2 separate regions of the Macaca mulatta genome follow, and region 1 is linked to region 2. Evidence: chromatin contacts called from public Hi-C data. All regions are on one chromosome and are shown on one strand. The core of a region is the stretch at or near the end of the contact, and the rest is flanking DNA. Distances in the headings are between cores, read along the strand shown. Region 1 holds the start of CAMSAP2 (calmodulin regulated spectrin associated protein family member 2). Region 2 holds the start of DDX59 (DEAD-box helicase 59).

What was found. Hi-C and Micro-C count contacts between places; a contact is called where the count stands out from the background.
Region 1: a contact with region 2 is called in a Hi-C map of fetal cortex germinal zone, with 1.9 times the contacts expected there. The contact joins the promoter of CAMSAP2 here to the promoter of DDX59 in region 2. A contact is called at or near these places in 2 of 14 Hi-C or Micro-C datasets (fetal cortex germinal zone and fetal cortical plate).

Annotation. Positions count from the first base shown.
Region 1 is chr1:58,391,104-58,396,007 of T2T-MMU8v2.0, forward strand. It overlaps CAMSAP2 (calmodulin regulated spectrin associated protein family member 2), which reads left to right and starts at 2,789. Exons shown (of 17, transcript NM_001266713.1): 1 at 2,789-3,022. The coding sequence starts at 2,884.
Region 2 is chr1:58,320,973-58,325,307 of T2T-MMU8v2.0, forward strand. DDX59 (DEAD-box helicase 59) reads right to left here and starts at 1,487. Exons shown (of 8, transcript XR_013417408.1): 1 at 1,364-1,487. It overlaps LOC144340888 (a long non-coding RNA gene), which reads left to right and starts at 1,999. Exons shown (of 4, transcript XR_013417429.1): 1 at 1,999-2,180.

The DNA of each region.
Region 1 (4,904 bases), core at 1,539-4,038, 71 kb after region 2:
AAAAATTACATCAACCACCCTGTGGCATATTATTCGTCTCACATTCTTTTCATATCCCACATTGTTAACAAGCCTTATCTGTTGTACCCTACTAGGTTTAAGGAGGAGTGTTTGCAGGGATTAAACAGAAACAAAGGGACCTGCTTTTTGACGGAGCTGCCCTCTGCCTTTACTAGTTGTGCAAAATAAGAGTAATTAAATTTTTTTCTGAGCCTTAGTTTTCTCATCTGTATAATGAAGATAATACAGGATTTTATAAATATTAAAATTAAATAATGCTAGCACTTTGGGAGGCTGAGGTGGGAGGATCCCTTGAGTCCAGGAGTTTGAGCCCAGCCTGGGCAACATAGGGAGACCTCATCTCTACAAAAAATAAACAAAATTAGCTGGGTGTGGTGATGTGTGCCTGTAGTCCCAGCTATATGGGAAGCTGAGGTGGGAGGATTACTTGAGCCCAGGAGGTTAAGACTGCAGTGAGCCGTGATTTCGCCATTGCATTCCAGCAGGGGCAACAAAGCAAGACCCTGTCTCAAAAAATAATAATAATAGGCTGGGCACGGTGGCTCACACCTGTAATTCCAGGGCTTTGGGAGGCTGAGGTTGGCGGATCACCTGAGGTCAGGAGTTCGAGACCAACATGGCCAACCTGGTGAAACCCCATCTCTACTAAAAATACAAAAAATCAGCTAGGTGTGGTGGGGCACACCTGTAGTCCCAGCTACTCAGGAGGCTGAGGCAGGAGAATTGCTTGAGCCCTGGAGGTGGACTGCACTGAGCTGAGATCTTGTCATCACTCTCCAGCCTGGGTGACTGAACAAGACTCCATCTCAATAATAATAATAACAATAATTTTAAAATAAGATTAGATAATGTATTAAAATGAGATGTGAGGAGCTAGTGATTTAAGTAAGCTCAGTGTGTGTTAACTTTGATAATATTCACATGTAGTCCATTAATTGAGCAATTATACTATGGGGCTGGGTACCGTGTAGGTGCTGGAGATATACCATCATCATGTCATCAATGGGAAAAACAGACAAGTAACTGATGATTGCCACACAATGTGACAAATGCTACGACAGAATTAAGAACAGGGTGCTCTGGGAACAACGGGGGAGGCACCTATGTGACAGCCCTGACTGGAAAGTTGTCAGCAGCTATCAGGGAAGGCTTCATGGAGGAAGTGACTACTGTGGAGTTTGAAGGTGCAGTAGGAGTAAGCTGGGTGGACAGAGGAACCACCCTGAGCAAGGAGGTAGAGATCTGAGAAGGGATGCTCATTGAAGAAAATAGCAGTTCTGACAAAATGAAGCTATAAAGGCCTGCAGATGCCAGGTCACAAAGGGCATTAGCTTGCTTTGTGAAAGAATTTATGCTCTTTTCTGAGCGAATGGGGAGGCATTGATGGATGTGTTCCCATCCCAGAGATAAAATTTAAGTGGAGAGCACTGAGTTAAGAAAATATCTGGATATCATGAAATTAACACAGGTTTGGAGCCCCCACAGATCCTCAGTGGTTAAGTTCCATGTACGACCTAATCACCTCCACCTCTCTTTCGTGGACAATCAGCAATGACATCTACCTCGCGAGGGCTAAAGTGCAGGTCAAGTTCGCTGCAAAGTGTGTGTCACATAATGAGCATTTTAAATAAATATCAACTCTTTTCTAAGAAGCACTAAGTAGAATATGAAAGCTATTGCCAGGCCTCTCCCTCCTCCCTGTCTTCCTTTTCCTCTCTCAGCAGTGCAGGCAGCAGCAGCCAAAAGCCAGGGACGTGGAGGATGTCCACTCAAGCGAGTACTCCAGAGCGATGATTAAAAGGCAGCCGCCCCGAATCCCGGGCGCGGGCGGGGAGCTAGGCTGGGCATGCTCAGTGGGCCGGCGACTGGAGGGAAGCAGGGCGGGGGCGGGGGCGGGGGTCGGAGCCGCGCGAGGGCGCATGCTCAGTCCCCGCATCTGTTCCTCCATCCAGTGCCGCAGCCGGAAAACCGCAGCGGCGGCGGCGGCGGCTGAGAGGGAACGACTCAGCGGGCTGCAGAAAGAGGGGCAGGAAAAAATTACAAGGACATAACTGATAAGACAGGAACTGAGAGCTTGGGATTCGCGGCCTCTCCCAGGCCACCACCTTCGCCGTCAGCAAGGGAGGAAGACCCGGGAGACGGCAGCGGCGACGGCGGCAGGGGAAGGAGACGGCGACGGGAGGGAGCGCAGAGGAGGGGACGGGTCGGCGGCGGCCTGCGAGCCGCAGTGATTTTGACGTTTTCCGCTGCTGCGTCTCCCGCGGGCCGCAGCCGGGCTGCGCTGGGTGGGCCAACTCGCCCTGTGCTTCCCCCTCGTCCCGCTCGTCCCTCCGGCCACCCGGGGCCTGAGGGGTCTCCCCGCTCCGAGGGAAGGGGAGAGGGAGGCGAGGGCGTGCGGGCATCGCGATGGCGGGGACATTTTCCACAACGTGATTGTTGAAGGTTTCCCCCACCCCCCCTCCCTTAAAATTCCGGGCCCTTCCAGCCTCCACCCTCCCCCAAGCCCGTGTGACTAAACCGAGACAAAGGGGAGGCGGCCTCGCTCACACGCGGGCTCGCGGGGCGGGTGGCTCGGAGGGGCGCGGGCGCGGGGCGGACCTCGCGCGGACGGACGGACGGACGGACGGACGGACGGAGACGGCGCCGCCACATTCCTATGCCCGGGAGCGGCGGCGGCGGCGGCTCCCGCGGGAGGCGGCAGGCGCGCGGCGCGGACAGCTGAGCTTCTCCCCCGTCGGCGCCCGGGCGGACGTCGCCCGGGCCCCGATGGTTTGAACTGCTTCTCCCTCCCGACCCCCGTGGCGGCGAGGCCACGCCATGTGAAGGTTAGGGCCGGGACATCCCAAGGAGCCGCCGTGAAAGATGGGGGATGCTGCAGACCCCAGGGAGATGAGAAAGACGTTCATTGTTCCAGCCATCAAGCCCTTTGACCACTATGATTTCTCCAGGGCCAAAATCGCCTGCAATCTGGCCTGGCTGGTGGCCAAAGCCTTTGGGACAGGTTAGTGGTGTCACCCCTTCCCTCCACTCTTCCTCCTGATGTGGTCCACATCCCGGTTTTTGTTCCCGATTCTCGAATCCCTCTCCGTGCCTGTCTTCTCGTACAGGTTCAGGGAGATGATGGGAGGCTAGAAAGAGAAAGAAAGGAGAAATACGGAAAGCAGGTTTGGTCTTCAATGAAGGGCACGTGAATGGTCAGGTGGGATTTGGCCAGATTCCTTTTATTGGATGGCAAAATGTTCACCACCACCACCCAGTGAGCAATTTTATGTTTTTACATAGAGTGGTTTTAATTTGTGGTATTTTCTTCATTGTGCTGCATACATTTCTGTCTCAGTCATAATTGTGATTACACCACCAAGAAATCTGACTTGGTTTCTTTATTATTGCGAGAGGGTGTATAGTGCATAGTACTGTATTGATTTTGACATTTGTAATGATGGCTGCTATTCAGGCTCCGTCGGATGTAAGGTGGCCTGTGTCGAGTGCAGTATTAATTTTTGTTGTCATTCTTTAAGGCTGTATCAGCCTTCTGCACACATGTTAAGTTCTTACTAAATCAATTATTTAAAACCAGTGTTCAGTTTGCTGACTGTAGGGTGCTGTTTTCATTTCCTATTGTCAGTGAGGCATATTCTTTTTTCCAAATGTATTTTGGCTTCATAAATTAAAAGAAACAGAAACTCCCTACTTTGGGAATTTTTTTAATAGAGGAGTTTTTTGAAGGCAAGTGCTGTTGACACAGAAATTGTGTAGTACAGTAGCAGTTAAACACTCCCTCCATAACCCAGTCTTTGCAAAATAACAGGAAAAGGGCCTCCCGTTGTGATTCTTTAGTGTTGCTTTAGGAGCCCATGTTGTGAAATGCTTAAAAAATTAGAGAGTTGCTTTTCATTGGAAGATGCTTCTGTAATTTGGTAACTTTTAAGAGTAATTTTACAAGATTTCTATTCCCTAGTTAGTGAATTTTAGATACATGAAATAATTTGTTGAAAAGTTCCGTAGTACTCACAAGTTTCCACATGTTAAATATAGGGTTTTTTAGGGGGGTGGTGACTAATTTCCAATTTTAGTACTATGTAATGTTTTGGTAAATGGTTTAGTTCAGTTTTATTGCTTAAACTTACACACAACTGAGTATCTTCAGGACTTACACACCCTACTTAAATAGCAGATTAATCTCAGTGTTTGGAAAATTATTTGAATTTGTTTTTGGGGAAACTTCCCATTGGTGTGATTTTATGTTTATGGCAGCCTTAATTTTACTTGAATTTTCATGCTTTGATATTAAACTGGCATCAGGAATAAATATAATACATCCTTTTCAACTAATTTATATTTTAAACATCTCTTTGAAATTAAATGTCTAGTGTAACTCATAGGAAGAAACACAAACTGTTACTGCCTTTATATAAAAACATTCTGGCACCACTGATAGAAGCAGTGAGAATAATAGATGTATGTTGGTTTTAACTTAAGCAGCACACGGAAGCTAGTATCTATTTGGATGGCAAATGAAGGCCATTTAAGTGCTTAGAAAACATGGAAAGAGGGAAATTTACATAGTCACCTATGTGGAAAGGTAGTATGTATGAAGTGGAAGGCAAAGGGAATAAGAGAAATATTTTCTTTCCATCTGGAATTGAGAGGATGCTTATAGGATACAGATGTCAAAATTTTGCCGTGCATACACAAAAGCTTCCAACTAGAAAATGGCCTACTTTCTGGATATGTGTCAGCCAGGTTGGTGGATTCTAGACCACTTGAACACACTGAACACACCTGAAGAAGAAAGGAAATGAAGGAAATCTAGTATCAGTGGAATCTGATGTCTGCCGCTGGATGCTTTGCATTAAGTTGTACATTGGGGATTCAAAACAGCT
Region 2 (4,335 bases), core at 237-2,736:
GGCACTCTGGATCCAGAGCACAAGCTCTCAACCATATGAGGACTAAGCTCTAATTTTTTATCTTACCCGAATTCCTTTCTAAGGGGTCTGGAGAGTCATGTCCTATAAACCATAAATTCTTATCAGATGGGTTTTATTTAAGCCAATACACAGTGACTGACTTTCCAATCTGACTCTGGCATAACAAGGAAGAAAATAAAAATGTTTTACCCCAAAATATATTTCCTTGCCATACCTTAAAATTGCCCTGCAAAGTCTCCTGTAGGAAAAATCCCCATTTTATAGAGAATTCCCTTCCCCGCTTTGTTTTCCTTCCTTCCTTCCTTCCCAGATCCAGGAGATAATCAACTAAGAGCCAGGAACCCTTTTAAGTCCAATATAAAACAATTTACAACCTGCTCTCTCTAAAGTCTGCTATCTAAGAGCTTCCTCTGCACAATAAAACTTGGTATCCACAATCCTTTATCTTCAGCCTGAACATTCCTTTTAATAACCTCAACCATCAACCAGATAATGTTTACATTTACCTATAGCCTGGAAGCCCCGGCTTTGAGTTGCCTTTCTAAACCAAACCAATGTATTTCTTAAATGTATTTGATTGATGTCTCATGCCTTCCTAAAATACATAAAACCAAGCTGTACCCCAACTGCCTTGGGCACATGTTCTCAGGACCTCCTGAGGACTGTCACTGGCCATGGTCGCTTGTATTTAGCTCAAAATAAATCTCTTCAAATATTTTTCTGAGTTTGATTCTTTTCATCAACCCCGATCTATACCCATTTACACCAAAAACATATCTGCAAAATTACAGTGATTGGGAAGAAGACTTTTAACCTAATCTGGGGACTATCAAATATCCTAACAAATGTTTTTCTTACAAAAATTCTTTGTTTAAACTGCCAGATTCCAACTTCCAGAAAAATTCCAACAGAAATGCAACTGTACGTGGGGTGGCGGGCAGCGCAGGCACGGCTCTATGCGAGCAGGAAAAAGCTTGGAACTCAAAAGTCTTCCAATGGCGAAAGGGAACGGGCTCATGCCGGGAGGGCGGGCAGCGGCGCAGCCTGCAAATCTCGCCAACGCCCCCCGCATCCCCGCACATTGGCGGGCCCTCCTCTCGGGCGTTGCCTCCCACCCACGCCCGGCGGCACCGCACCCCGAGGCGCTTCACGTCATGGAGCTGCTGAGAGACGGGCGGGGCTCCGGTTCCGGGTAGAGGCCTGGGACACGGGGAACTGTAAGGACGGGGCGGGGGGGGGGGCAGCGCAGAGGCACCCGTTCTCCCTCCGCGGCCTAGCGGCCGGGCTCCAGGAGAAAGGGCAGCAGGACGGCCAGGGGCCCGGGCTTCCGGGGCACGCTCACCAGCGCAGGCCTGAGGCCGCGTCCGCTCCCGCTCGGGGCCGGCTCCCCCTTCCAGGCTCCAGGCCAGGCTTCCGCCCGGCAAGCCCTGACCCGCTGGTCAGGACGGCGGCCCGGGACTGGTGGTGCGGAGCGGAGCGCACAATCCACTTCTCCGGGTTTTGGGAGGGGGCCGCAGCCCGCTTTCCGGGCGGTGGGGAGGCGGGGCCACCATGGGGGCGGAGCTCGGCTGGGAGCCGGCAGTGGCTTGGGAGGGAGGGATGAGGAGAGGGGCGGGAAGGCTCCTCGCGTTTTCACGCCCCCGCCCGGCTCTGGGCTGGCGGTAAATCTCGGAACCGGTCGGGATTGGGCGGGTTCTGGACGGAGGGGCACATTTGGGAATCCTTGGAATAATTTACGTAATGGAGTAGGCTGGGATTGGTGGTTAAGAGTCGGAACGTAAGCAAAGAAGCAGCAGGGCGGCGCGGGGCCTGGCACCCTTAGAAAGTGGGAAGTGTGAGTGTAAAAGGGAGGGGCGCTTCTTCCCGTTGGGCTCAAAAACCCTTTTCTGGCTTTAGTAGAGCCACTCAAAATTCAGAGTCAGCTTGATGTGGCGTATTTGATATGCTGGATAATATTTCCTGCACCACCGCACCCCTCCCCGCCAGCCCCAACACCAACAAGAAAGTAACACAAGTCACGGTTCTTGGTCCTTGTGGGCTGACATTTCCCTGTTTTGCCAACCTCTGGAGCCACGTGTCCCAAGCAGTTTGTAGTTGAGAAGTGATGGGGGAAAGGAGACAGCACGGGAGAGGAAGGAGGGAAGCCAGCTTACATTCAGGTGCCTTAAGTAAATATTTTCGATGTAATATTCGATACATACAAAATAGCTATTTACCAAATATGTAAAATGTAAAGTATACTAATGAAAGTATCACTCCACCACGTTATCAGTATTTAGCATGTATCCATGCATCTCCAGGATTCTACTCCTGGCCTCTTAGCTCACCACCATCTTCCGTTTTGTCCCTCTTTGTCATTTTTAGTGGTTTTATCATATTTGGATGCATTCCTAACTGTGTATTCGTGTATTTTTCTTTTTGAGCTTTATAAAATTATATATAGCCTGGAATTGCTTTTTATCGCTCAACATTTGTTTTTTTGATTCATCCAAGTTGTTAAGTGTATTAACAGAACATTTATTTCTTACTGCCCAGTCAAAAGGAAGTTTTCTCCTGTTGGGAATGTATTCAATACTGTAGCCGGTAGGATTATAAATGCGCTTTAAGTATTTTCTTTTTTGATAGGAATCACACAGACTAAATGTATCAACTTCCCAAGTTTGTAGGTCACATACCTATGACAGAACTCTTTTCCTGGGTTTTGTGAAATTTGTAATTGTTGTAATTTCTTTTGCCATTATAAAAAATATTCACTTTTGAACCTAATTTTTATTCATAATTCTGAATCTTTTTCTTTAAAAGCCTCACTCTTCTCCAATTATATAAGCTCATACCCCACAAAACCTGAATCTGCCCCTAGTAATTACTAACAGGGCTAGTAGGAGCATTCTTGTTCACCTTCTGTACTTGCGCTGGACTCTAATTTGAACCTAGGAGCAGCACTACGGCATCAGAGGCTATGGGGGCTGTTCAGCTTTCAAAGATAATGCAGAATTGTTTTCAAAGTGGTTGTACCAATCTGTACGGCCGCCAGTACCGACCACAATTCTCTCTAATCCTCGTTATTTTCACACTTCTTAGTTTTTGCTAGTCTACCCAGAATAAATACCATGTTTTTGTCTTCATTTGCATTTCGTAATTACTGATAAGGTTGAGCACTTTGAAATATGTTGATTATTCCTTCATGTTTTCTCTTCCCCTTCTAAGGGGGTGTGTGTGTGTATACATATATAAGTGTATATATAACGTATATATGTATATATAATGAATAACAATCTTGTTAATTGTGTGTGTTGCAGATATCTTTCTGTTTATAGTGTGCGTTTTAAAATAAAAAAAAATTTTTTTTACTTATTTTGAAAAAAAATCAACCTTATCAAAAAGTTTCAGGATTAATGAACTCCTGTATGCCCATCACATAGGTTCACAGTTTGCTATATTTGTGTGTAGGAGATACGATATATAAAAAATATGTATACTATATATATATATATTTTTTTTTTTTTCTGAACCATTTGGGAGTACGTTGTAGCATATGTCTCCAAAGACAATGATACTCTCTTTTATACTCACAGAAAAATGTTCCAATTGAGGTTGTTTGTTTTTTGAGACAAGGTCTCACTCTGTCACCCAGGCTGGAGTGCAGTGGTGCAATCTCGGCTCATTGCAACCACCTCCCGGGCTCAAGTGAGGCTCCCACCTCAGCATCCCGAGTAGCTAGGACTACAGGCACACCCCACCACGCCTGGAATTTTTTTGTTGTTAGAGATGGGGTTTTGCCATGTTGCCCAGAATGGTCTCCAACTGCTAGGCTCAAGCGATCCACCTGCCTTGGCCTCCCAAAGTGCTGGGATTACAGGTATGAGCCACTGGGCCTGGCTGAAATTTAGGTAGTTTAACATTGATATAGTACGAGTAGCTAACGTGCAGTCTTTATTGAAAATTTACCAGTTGTTCCATTAAGATGTTTTAGAGCTATTTTTTTCCCCTAATCCAGGATTTAGTCCAAAATATTTTCATTTTCTTTATGAAGTCTTTTTTTCCTCTCTCTGTTTTTTATTTTATTTTTTTAAAGAGACAGGATCTTCTCTCTGTCACTCAGGCTGGAGTACAGTAGCCCGATCATGCTGTATGGCTTGTCTATGGTCAATTTTTATATATTTTTAAAACCAGAGAAGAATGTTTATTTACCAATAGATAGATACATGATACTTGCAAATAAATCAAACTTGGTATTTCAGATATTTTGTGTCTTTACTAATGTTCATGTTCAGATTTCCCCATCAGTATTTCCCCATCAGTATTTCTCTTACC